2 separate regions of the Zea mays genome follow, and region 2 is linked to region 1. Evidence: chromatin contacts called from public Hi-C data. All regions are on one chromosome and are shown on one strand. Each heading gives the region's core, a stretch centred on a gene start, on an enhancer-like site or on the middle of the called end of the contact. The rest is flanking DNA. Distances are from core to core; before and after follow the strand shown. Region 1 holds the start of LOC100217253. Region 2 holds the start of LOC541821 (hypersensitive induced reaction 3).

Region 1 (4,836 bases), core at 549-3,048:
AGTTGCTATTATTTAGGTAGTTAATCTGTTTGAAAAATCAAATTGGTGGGTCATTTGGATACCATGCAACACGACTGCCGTACAAAACAGGAAGAGTCAAAGGCATGTGTGACATACGAAGCAGCAGGAACAGGGAAAGATTGCCACGAGTGAGAAAATGGCGTCAGTTTTTTTTCGTGACTTGCTACATGATTATCAAATGTAGGGAGGAAATAGGGTTACATGAGAAGTGACTAAATTTATGAAGTCAATTTAGAGAGCTGTTGGAGAGAGGTTTTTGTGCTAACTATCTAAATTCTTGATTTAGAGAGTCATTTAGAGAACTACTGGAGTTGCTCTAAGTAACTAAACTTTAGTCACTTTTGTTTTAGCTCCTGGGATCCAAACAGCCCCTAAATAAATAAGACATGACAATAAACATGGTCGGTCCACTGGACAGTTAGTTATTATTACTATAAAATGAGTACAATGAACCAAAAGAATACATCTAGTGATAACATGATGATGAAACTACCCCATGGGCCAGAAAAAGTTTTACGACTCTTTATAAGGGAATAAGAAATAAATAAACAGTAAGCATACTTGACATGAAATTAGTTTCCGACACAGGTATAGGAAGCCCTATAAATAGTAATGGGACAGAAACAGAAAATATGTTCCCACAGAGACAGTAACAGAAAATGTGCAGAGAGCCAGAGAAAGCCTGTTTATTAATGAACCGGAATCGTTGTCAATGGAATTGCTCAAACTAGCTGCACTCAAGCTTTATCCAATTCCTTCCCTGGGTAGGTGTGCGTGCAGCAGGAACATGACGGTGATCACAGAATATAACCCTGAACGTGGAGTGGAAGCTGTTCCAACATCAACGCCGATTCAGCCGGCTGTAGATAATGAGTCAAAAGGGAAACCAACAGGACCTAGATTTTGCTATAGTTTGTTTTGTTATGTTCTTTTCGGAAGTCAAGCTTGGCGAATGCCGTAAAAGTTCGGGAGTCCATTGCAGAAGACAGGAAAATATCCTGTGCAATCACTTATATTGGTGCAAGCGTGCAATCAAGCGGTTTGGTGCATCTAATCTAGATCTAATGATGACTGTTATTTTATATTTAACCCCTTCCACCTAAAACATAGTACCTATTTTACTTTTAACCTCTTCCATATGAAACCGTTGGATCTAGATTGGATGCTCTGGATAGTTTGATTGCACGTTTGCACCAAAATGAGTGATTGCACAGGATATGTCCTCGCAGAAGACAGAGAGCACAAAGGCTACGGCGTTACAGCGCGCGGCCTAGGCGGCAGCGAACCCTACGCGCAGCAGGCGTGGCTGTAGAGCAGAGCAGGGTTGGTCCGGCTGGCGAGGCGACAAGCAGAACGGAAGAGCGAGAGGGCAGAGCGGAAGAGGCATCAGAGGAGTGTACTCACGGGCGAGGCCGCGGAGAGGCCGGTCATGCGCCAGAACATGGCGGCGGATCCCGCACAGATCTAGGGCTGGTCAGGGTAGAGCGAAGCGGCGGCGGCGGAGTCCGGGCTCACCGCGATCGGCGGGGTGGGGCGCGCGCGGGCGGGCAGAGTTTGCGGCGGTGGACCGGGCAGTGGGATAGGCAGGCGGGCCCGTGCGAGAGAGAGAGAGAGAGAGAGGGGGGGGGGGGGGGGGGGGGGGGGGGGGGGGGGGGGGGGGGGGGGGGGGGGGGGGGGGGGGGGGGGGGGGGGGGGGGAGCGCCAAAGCCCTCGGCTCAGACAGAGAGAGAGGAGAGGGAGGAAGAGCCTGCCGCAGTGCCGCCTGCGCAGCGCTGTGGACTCGCAGCGGCAGGTTCAAATCGATCAAACTAGGGGCTGGGCTGCAGGCTGCTGCCTGCTGGAGGTGCTACTATGAAATGGACAGGGGATGGACTATGCCTCATGGACAGGGTTGGGCCACTATCTCAACTCTCCTACCACAAGACAAGACGGCCGTCTCATTCAGCACATCCCTTTGTTACTGGCTCACGCCGACCCACCTATCAGTTAGGACCATCACAGGATTCACCACTAATTTTAACATTAAGCATTAATAATAAAGAAAAGAAACTGGCACAGCTCAAACAAACAAATCACGATAGGATATAGCATAGGATAGACTGCAGCCACGGCCGAACACTTTGATCGTGCGAGCCGCGGAGGCTACAGCTCAGGGAACAAGTTACTACTTGCTTACAAGCAACGCTTCCATGTTCCATCTACACTAGTGAAGCCTCGTCAGCTCTTCCACCCTCTTGGACAGCTCCTCCACGGGGACGCCCATCGCCTTGGACACCTCCTCCATCTTGCTCCGGCTAAGGTCAAGGAAAGACTCGATCAGGTCACCGTCGAGGAAGTTCCGAGCCTCCGCCGTCTTCTTGTCGTTATGGAAGGACCGCCATTGCTCGTGGCTCAGGTTTCCGACGCCCTTTATGTACTTCACAAGGGTCGACTGGAGCTTCTCCAGGAAGATGTATTGGTCGTGCGGGAGGGAGGCAATAATGCCAATCACCCCGTTTATTGTGCCAAAGATGACCGTAGGGATCTGCCCTATATCCGAGTCTGGAAGGCGCATCACCAGTGAACCGTGGCGGAATCTGTTCACAAACTCCCCAAGGTGGTACTCTCCCACCACCTCAAGCCTGGCCCTTTCGTCATCTGTCGCCGCATCGCTGTTCTTGCGCACCGTGAATAGGTTATAGCTATTCTCCGCCCCAACGTAGACTTCATCATCAAGCATCTCAACTGCAGTCATCCAGTTTGCATTGTAATCCCTAGCACGCTCTTCAATCGCGCTTTCCTCATGCTGCCCAAAAATACACAATAGCAATCAGCCCAACCAACAATTAGGGACTGACACAAAAAAGAAAAATACAAATAATAAGATCGCCAACAGTTAAAAAAGACTCACCTTATACACCAGCAAGGATATTGATTTCATCAGATCGCCAACCACAATGAAGTCACCACGTGTTTGAGTATACAAGGCAAGTATGTGCCCATGGTGGCCACACTCAGACTGCAGCTCATGTGAACCATCCTCGCGTGACATCCACTTATACAATTGAATCTTCTGGTTGATAGCAGCCAACAATTTCCCATTGAATGCATTCAGCGAATAAACTGCTCCTTTGGTTTCTTTCTCCACGATCAATTGCAAGCTTCCATCTTCAACTGCAAATACAAGAATCCGGCCCTACAAGATGTGCCAACACATAAGCATTTTGTGCACGAGAAATAGACAAGGTTCACAGAGAAATAAACTACAAGCAGTAAATTGGACAAGTATTAAAAGGGAGTTAACCAGTATTTTAGCGTATTAAAAGGGAACTGACTAGTATTAGTGAAACATCATGCTTTCAGATAAACTACCTTCGTCGGTTCATTTTCTTCAGGTATAACATATGCAGTTCCCACACAGTAATAAACATTACTATCATCCGCAAACGAACAGCTAATGATGGAGCAGCCACATTCATATTGATCTAGAGGATATACACACAGGGACTCAAACGTCTGATGATCTAGCAGACGTATTAAATGAGTCTCACTTTCCTCCACACTCTGGTTGTACTTGAAACTGCAAAATGCTAGTGTCCTTGATTGCTCCTGGTGACAAATGCGACGTGCTTGTTCATTAAGGGGGATTGTGCGGATATGAAGCTTCTGTATATCATCGATAGTTCCAATTGAAAGTTCACCCTCTTTAGCAATTGCAAGACTGTGACATTAGAAAAAAGATGGGGTGAACTAGAGCAAACTTACGACAGTGGTATCATTTTCAAACCATAACTCCACAAAGACTGGACCAGTGACACAAATGAAGTACAAGCTCAGAGCATCAAGTAGAATGCAAGTTGCAACTAGCAACAATCAAAAAATTAAACGATGACATCAAAAGACATAAATAGTAGGCTACAAAAGATTTCTTTCCCCTAATTTGACTGCTAATGATAAGATTTATAAGTACATAAGAATTAAAAGGAGGTTTCTTCACAGTCAAGAAATCAAGGTCTACCAACACCATTACCTTGAGACTAAAAGGCTTTGTTGGTGCCGTTGTATTATTTTTAGTAAGGCAAGTTTCATCAGACTGTACAAGCTTATTAAAAAAAAGTTGCTACTGCTGTATAAAAACTTACTACTCGACTTTTTAATGAACCACACAATACATGAACTGCACAAAGATAAGATGGTTGTGCAAAATGGCTTGTGAAAACAATTCAAACAAATTGATATATCATCCCAATTCCCAAGTACATACAGGAGGTACTCAAAGACTAAGTAATTCCATTGCAACAAATCTAGAGAGGGAACAAACCTGTCTGGAAAAGCGGCTGTATTGAAAGGGCACATATGATTAACCTCTTTCAAATTGACATTGCTGTAGAGAAGCTTCTTATTGCTGCTATAGATGACAGTTGGCCTATCTGACGAAGCGAACACGTGGGTGGTACCCTTTGATGAGAAGGTACGAAGGCTGATGGGTTGGGTCCCGAGGGTAACCTTCTTTCTATCAGTCAGTTCACCTGTACTTGCATTCAGTAGAAAACTGAACAAATTACCATCCCCAAGAGCACAAAGCAAATACGAAACCTGAAACGAAAGAAATAAGATGTATATGTTACTTGAAGTAGCCATTCTTATTTTTTATGGAACTTAGAAAAGCGAGTTCAAGAGCATACCCCCTCCAAGGTGCACAGCAGAACAGACCGAGGAACAATTTCTCCACCCAAATTTTCCTTCCTTATCAATTCAAGATCTGGAAGCGAAAATATTCTAACACTTATATCTGTCCACATCCCAACAGCAGCTAGGGAACTATATTGTGGATTC
Region 2 (4,440 bases), core at 983-3,482, 210 kb after region 1:
CTCGAAATGTGGTCCAAACGATAGTGCCATAATTTTCTGTACTTTTCTGGATTTTCTAGCTATTTTTCTAATTTCTTTTCTGTTTCACTAATTTTGATTTCCAGGAAAATTAAAAAAAAATCGCTGGAAAAAAATGTGTCTGGCCATTTTGGCCTGGCCTACTTGTGGAGGCGTGCCCAGCCAGGAAAGGGGAGGGGGGCAAGGCGTGCCCAGGCCGTAACCTGGGCCTGGGCCGCCCATCGAGCCCACGCGCGCGCTGCACCTGTCTGGTGGCCGTTGGATCGAATCCAACGTTCCAGATTCACCACACGCGCTATAAAGGGCAGAGAACTCGGGGCCGTTAGAAAACCCTAACTCATTTTCTTCCTCCCCCAGCCGCACAACCACTCGGCCGTCAGAGAGATTTTTCTTTTGGCCAACCGCACCATTTTTCTACCCTCTGTTCCGGTCGGCTAGCAATGGACCTGTGCGATGCATGCATGCAACTCCTCTCACTTTGCATGCGCGCTGCATGCTCCTCTCACTTTGCATGCGCGCTGCATGCTTGCACTCTGGCATTCTGGTATGGACTGTTTAAACTTGTCTAAAGCTTCTAATCTTTTCTTAATGGGATAAATATAACCGTAACGAGAGTAGTCATCTGTGAAGGTTATGAACGAGTTAAACCCATCTACTGTCCTAACTAAAAAAGGACCACAGATATATATATGAATAATTTCTAACACTCTCGTACTATGCTTAGCATCTTTCTTAATCTGCTTCGCGAATTTACCCTTAATGCAATCTCTGCATTGCTCTAAGTTTATGAAGTCTAGGGGATGGAGAATCTGTTCCTTAACGAGACTTTCTATTTAATCCTAACCATCTCATGTGTGGTTATCCATCTAATCACGTGAGGGTTGTTGGCTATCTCCTAAGAATAGGTCCAGACCTCATCCCCTATAAATATAAAGGGGTACGGCCGACTAAGAACCCCCAACACATTCCAATCGAATCTATCTACTTTATTTACATTTTCTGCCCTAGGAGTAGATGTAGCGTAGTTCTAGTTGTAGCCTTCCGCATATCCACCTCCACCCCTATTCGACTCTACATCGTCTAAATTCGTCTTGGGTGGTCTGCCGACCCAAAAACGATCCTAGGATCTTACTCCTCTCGGAGGGCAAGATCTAGTTGTTCATTCAAAATATTATATCTCGACTGTCTCTTAATTCCTAGGCGACTCCACGTCGTCTCGAGACCCGGAGCGCCCTAAGATCTCTCATCCAGGTGCGAGATCTAGGTTCCAGCGAGGAGCAAAACGACCCTGCGCCATCGCGGACCGTCCGGCCCTGTGAGCGGACAATCCGGTGCGACGTAGAGAAGACGCCGCTTCTGCATCTAGGTCGTCAACCATTCGTCCCAGATCGCGGACCGTCCGTGTCTGCACAGAGAGCATCGCTAGAGGATATACCCCTGGCAATTGACGCTGCCCAGATCATCACCAACAGATATGACGCAGGGCAATCACGGATTTCATGGTACAAGATAAGAAGAATGCCAGGGCACTGCCCCTGCCCCTGTGGTTTGGACAGCTAGCTACATGGACTCCTGCTTTCACGTTCTCATACAGGCACTCCTGCACTGTGCTCCTTCGTCTCCTCCTCCCCTGCCTGCCACCAACTGCCAAGGTAATAATGGCCACACTTTCTTCTTCTTCTTTGCTTGCCTTCTGCACTGCAATTGCCGCCGCAAGTGCTGTGTGTTTGCCTCTCGTTCATCCCCAAACCCTACCTCTCGCCTCGGTCTCCTTTGAATTTCTCCATCGATCTATTATTGTTCCTATATAAAAGGATGCTGTCGTCGGGAAGGAAATCCTCTTGTCTGCCGCGACGACTCCAAAGTCTACTGCAAACCTGCATTCTTATCCGCTGCAGTTTCTGATTCCGACACCATTCATCCAGTTTCCATACTTTTGACCGGCCCTATAATTTCTCAAACGTGTGGAGGCGCCTGCAATTCGCCCCCAGATATCCCCCCCAACCAATTTGATAGAATTTCCAAGTTTTTTTTCCCGCAAGTCTTCCGAATCTCGTCAACGTCAAGGTCGAGCGTTTAGCACGCAACCCATTTTGTATTGTCATTATATATATAAATAAATAATAAAAGCGACATGTTGTGCTTGTATTGTATGTTTGCTCCAATCTTTCAAATTCGCTAGATGATGCTGACCCTCCCAGTCTGCTTCTTTATGATGAATCCAATCCGTCGTGGAGACATCTAAGCAGGCTTTACTGAATCTAGTTGCTATTTAACCAGGTGCCAAGTGCAGATACCTTCCCTGCCTCACAAACAACGCCACCCTGTACTAGATACCATCAGGGTCTTCAACCAGGGCAGGTTCTCTTCTCTTCCTGCAATCTTCATTCTGCTCTGACCGAGCATACGCTATTTGATTGTCTTTGCTCTCTCTCTCTCTCTGTCTGTGGTGTGTATGCAACAGTAACTGTTCTTCCAAGTCCTGTCATGTTTGCAAATGCTTCAAAATTATCTTGCTTAGTTACTTTACAATAAGATTTTGGTTCCTGAATTGAAAATACTGCCGCATGGAGATGGAATTATTAGGTGCTAAGTATTCAGCATCTGTGAAAGAATTTACTTGATGGAGGTGCTTAGATGTTTCTTTAGCTGTTATCGTTTTATTTTTCTTAGTAATTCTGGTCATCATACAACCTTTGTTTTTTACTTGTTGTTTAGTTGCTAGTACTGCCAGCTATTAATCTCAGTTGCAGTGCTTATTCACACTATTAATTATCGGTAGTAGTAACTGGCAACTATTGGGCCTATAGGTTTATGTTCAGGTGGCACTGCCAGCAGAAGTGATCCGTTGACTTCAGCTATGGGCAACCTGTGCTGCTGTGTTCAAGTCGACCAGTCGACTGTGGCCATCAGGGAGCAGTTTGGCAAGTTTGACAGCGTGCTTGAGCCAGGATGCCACTGCATGCCTTGGTTCGCCGGCAAGCGTGTAGCTGGGCAACTCACACTCAGGCTGCAGCAACTGGATGTGCGCTGTGAGACAAAAACAAAGGTATGTATGTTCTGCTTAGCTTGTGAAAATTAATGGATTGTGGTGGCAGCTTCTAACACCTGGATTTGTGCAGGACAATGTTTTCGTGAATGTGGTGGCATCTATTCAGTACCGCGCTCTGGCTGACAAAGCAAGTGACGCTTTCTACAAACTGAGCAACACAAGGTCCCAGATCCAAGCCTACGTCTTTGACGGTACGTAGCAGTTTGTTTCTTGCTAGTTTGAGTGTTCATGGTTGTGACTATGTCGTCCGTACAGTGATCAGAGCAAGCGTTCCCAAGCTCCATTTGGACGATGCTTTCGAGCAGAAGGACGAGATCGCAAGGGCGGTGGAGGAAGAGCTTGAGAAGGCCATGTCGGCTTATGGCTTTGAGATCGTGCAGACTCTCATCGTGGACATCGAGCCAGACGAGCATGTGAAGCGCGCAATGAACGAGATCAACGCAGCTGCGAGGCTCAGGGCGGCTGCAAACGAGAAGGCGGAGGCGGAGAAGATCGTGCAGATCAAGCGCGCGGAGGGGGAGGCAGAAGCCAAGTACCTGTCCGGGCTGGGCATTGCGCGCCAGCGGCAGGCCATCGTGGACGGGCTCAGGGACAGCGTGCTGGGGTTCTCCGTCAACGTGCCGGGCACCACCGCCAAGGACGTCATGGACATGGTGCTCATCACCCAGTACTTCGACACCATGAAGGAGATCGGCGCGTCGTCCAAGGCGTCCTCGGTGTTCATCCCGCATGGCCCCGGAGCGGTGCGCGACATTGCCACGCAGATCCGCGACGGCCTCCTGCAGGGATCCTCTGTCGCCAAACACTAAGCTGCCTGCCGTTGCCGTTGCTGCTGAAGAACACCACCACCACTATTATATATATAATATAATGATGATCTTGGTACCAGAGTGATGCTTGTCTATATTGTTCATCACTCATCGTCACCATCTGCTAGGATGGCTATCTTTATGCTTGGGGATTGGAGAAAACCTTATCTAACCTTTTAGGGAACCGGTAATATATATAATGCAGCATGAGTTTGCAGTATGTTCATCAGAACCTTTTAGAGTCTAGATGCATGAATGGCATCATAGAATAGAATACAAGAGTTGCTTCCATTCCATCACTGAGTTACTTTTTCCTCAGCACCGGTTGCTGCTGCCCGTTGCAACTGCTAGAGATATTAAATCTGAACTGATCTTTATAAATTTATAATAAATTTATCTTAGCTTAAAAAAATATAAAACTAATTTTATTATATTCCTAAAATTAAGATCTATCTAATGGTATATAGTTTAGAACCATTTGGAACTTTTATAAATCTTATTTACTGTTATTACTCTTGATACATATATTCATAATTTGCACGAGAACTTAAGAAAGACCAA

Evidence for each region. Hi-C and Micro-C count contacts between places; a contact is called where the count stands out from the background.
Region 2: a contact with region 1 is called in a Hi-C map of tassel, with 5 times the contacts expected there. The contact joins the promoter of LOC541821 here to the promoter of LOC100217253 in region 1. A contact is called at or near these places in 7 of 25 Hi-C or Micro-C datasets (ear, leaf, leaf mesophyll and 2 more).

Annotation. Positions count from the first base shown.
Region 1 is chr6:178,889,439-178,894,274 of Zm-B73-REFERENCE-NAM-5.0, forward strand. LOC100217253 reads right to left here and starts at 1,799. Exons shown (of 18, transcript NM_001401848.1): 1 at 1,426-1,799. The coding sequence starts at 1,464. It overlaps LOC100279448, which reads right to left. Exons shown (of 19, transcript NM_001329507.1): 15 at 4,686-4,836; 16 at 4,322-4,596; 17 at 3,373-3,721; 18 at 2,912-3,196; 19 at 2,040-2,806. The coding sequence ends at 2,225.
Region 2 is chr6:179,094,120-179,098,559 of Zm-B73-REFERENCE-NAM-5.0, forward strand. It overlaps LOC541821 (hypersensitive induced reaction 3), which reads left to right and starts at 2,233. Exons shown (of 4, transcript NM_001111502.1): 1 at 2,233-2,379; 2 at 2,829-3,067; 3 at 3,141-3,261; 4 at 3,326-3,958. The coding sequence starts at 2,879. The coding sequence ends at 3,879.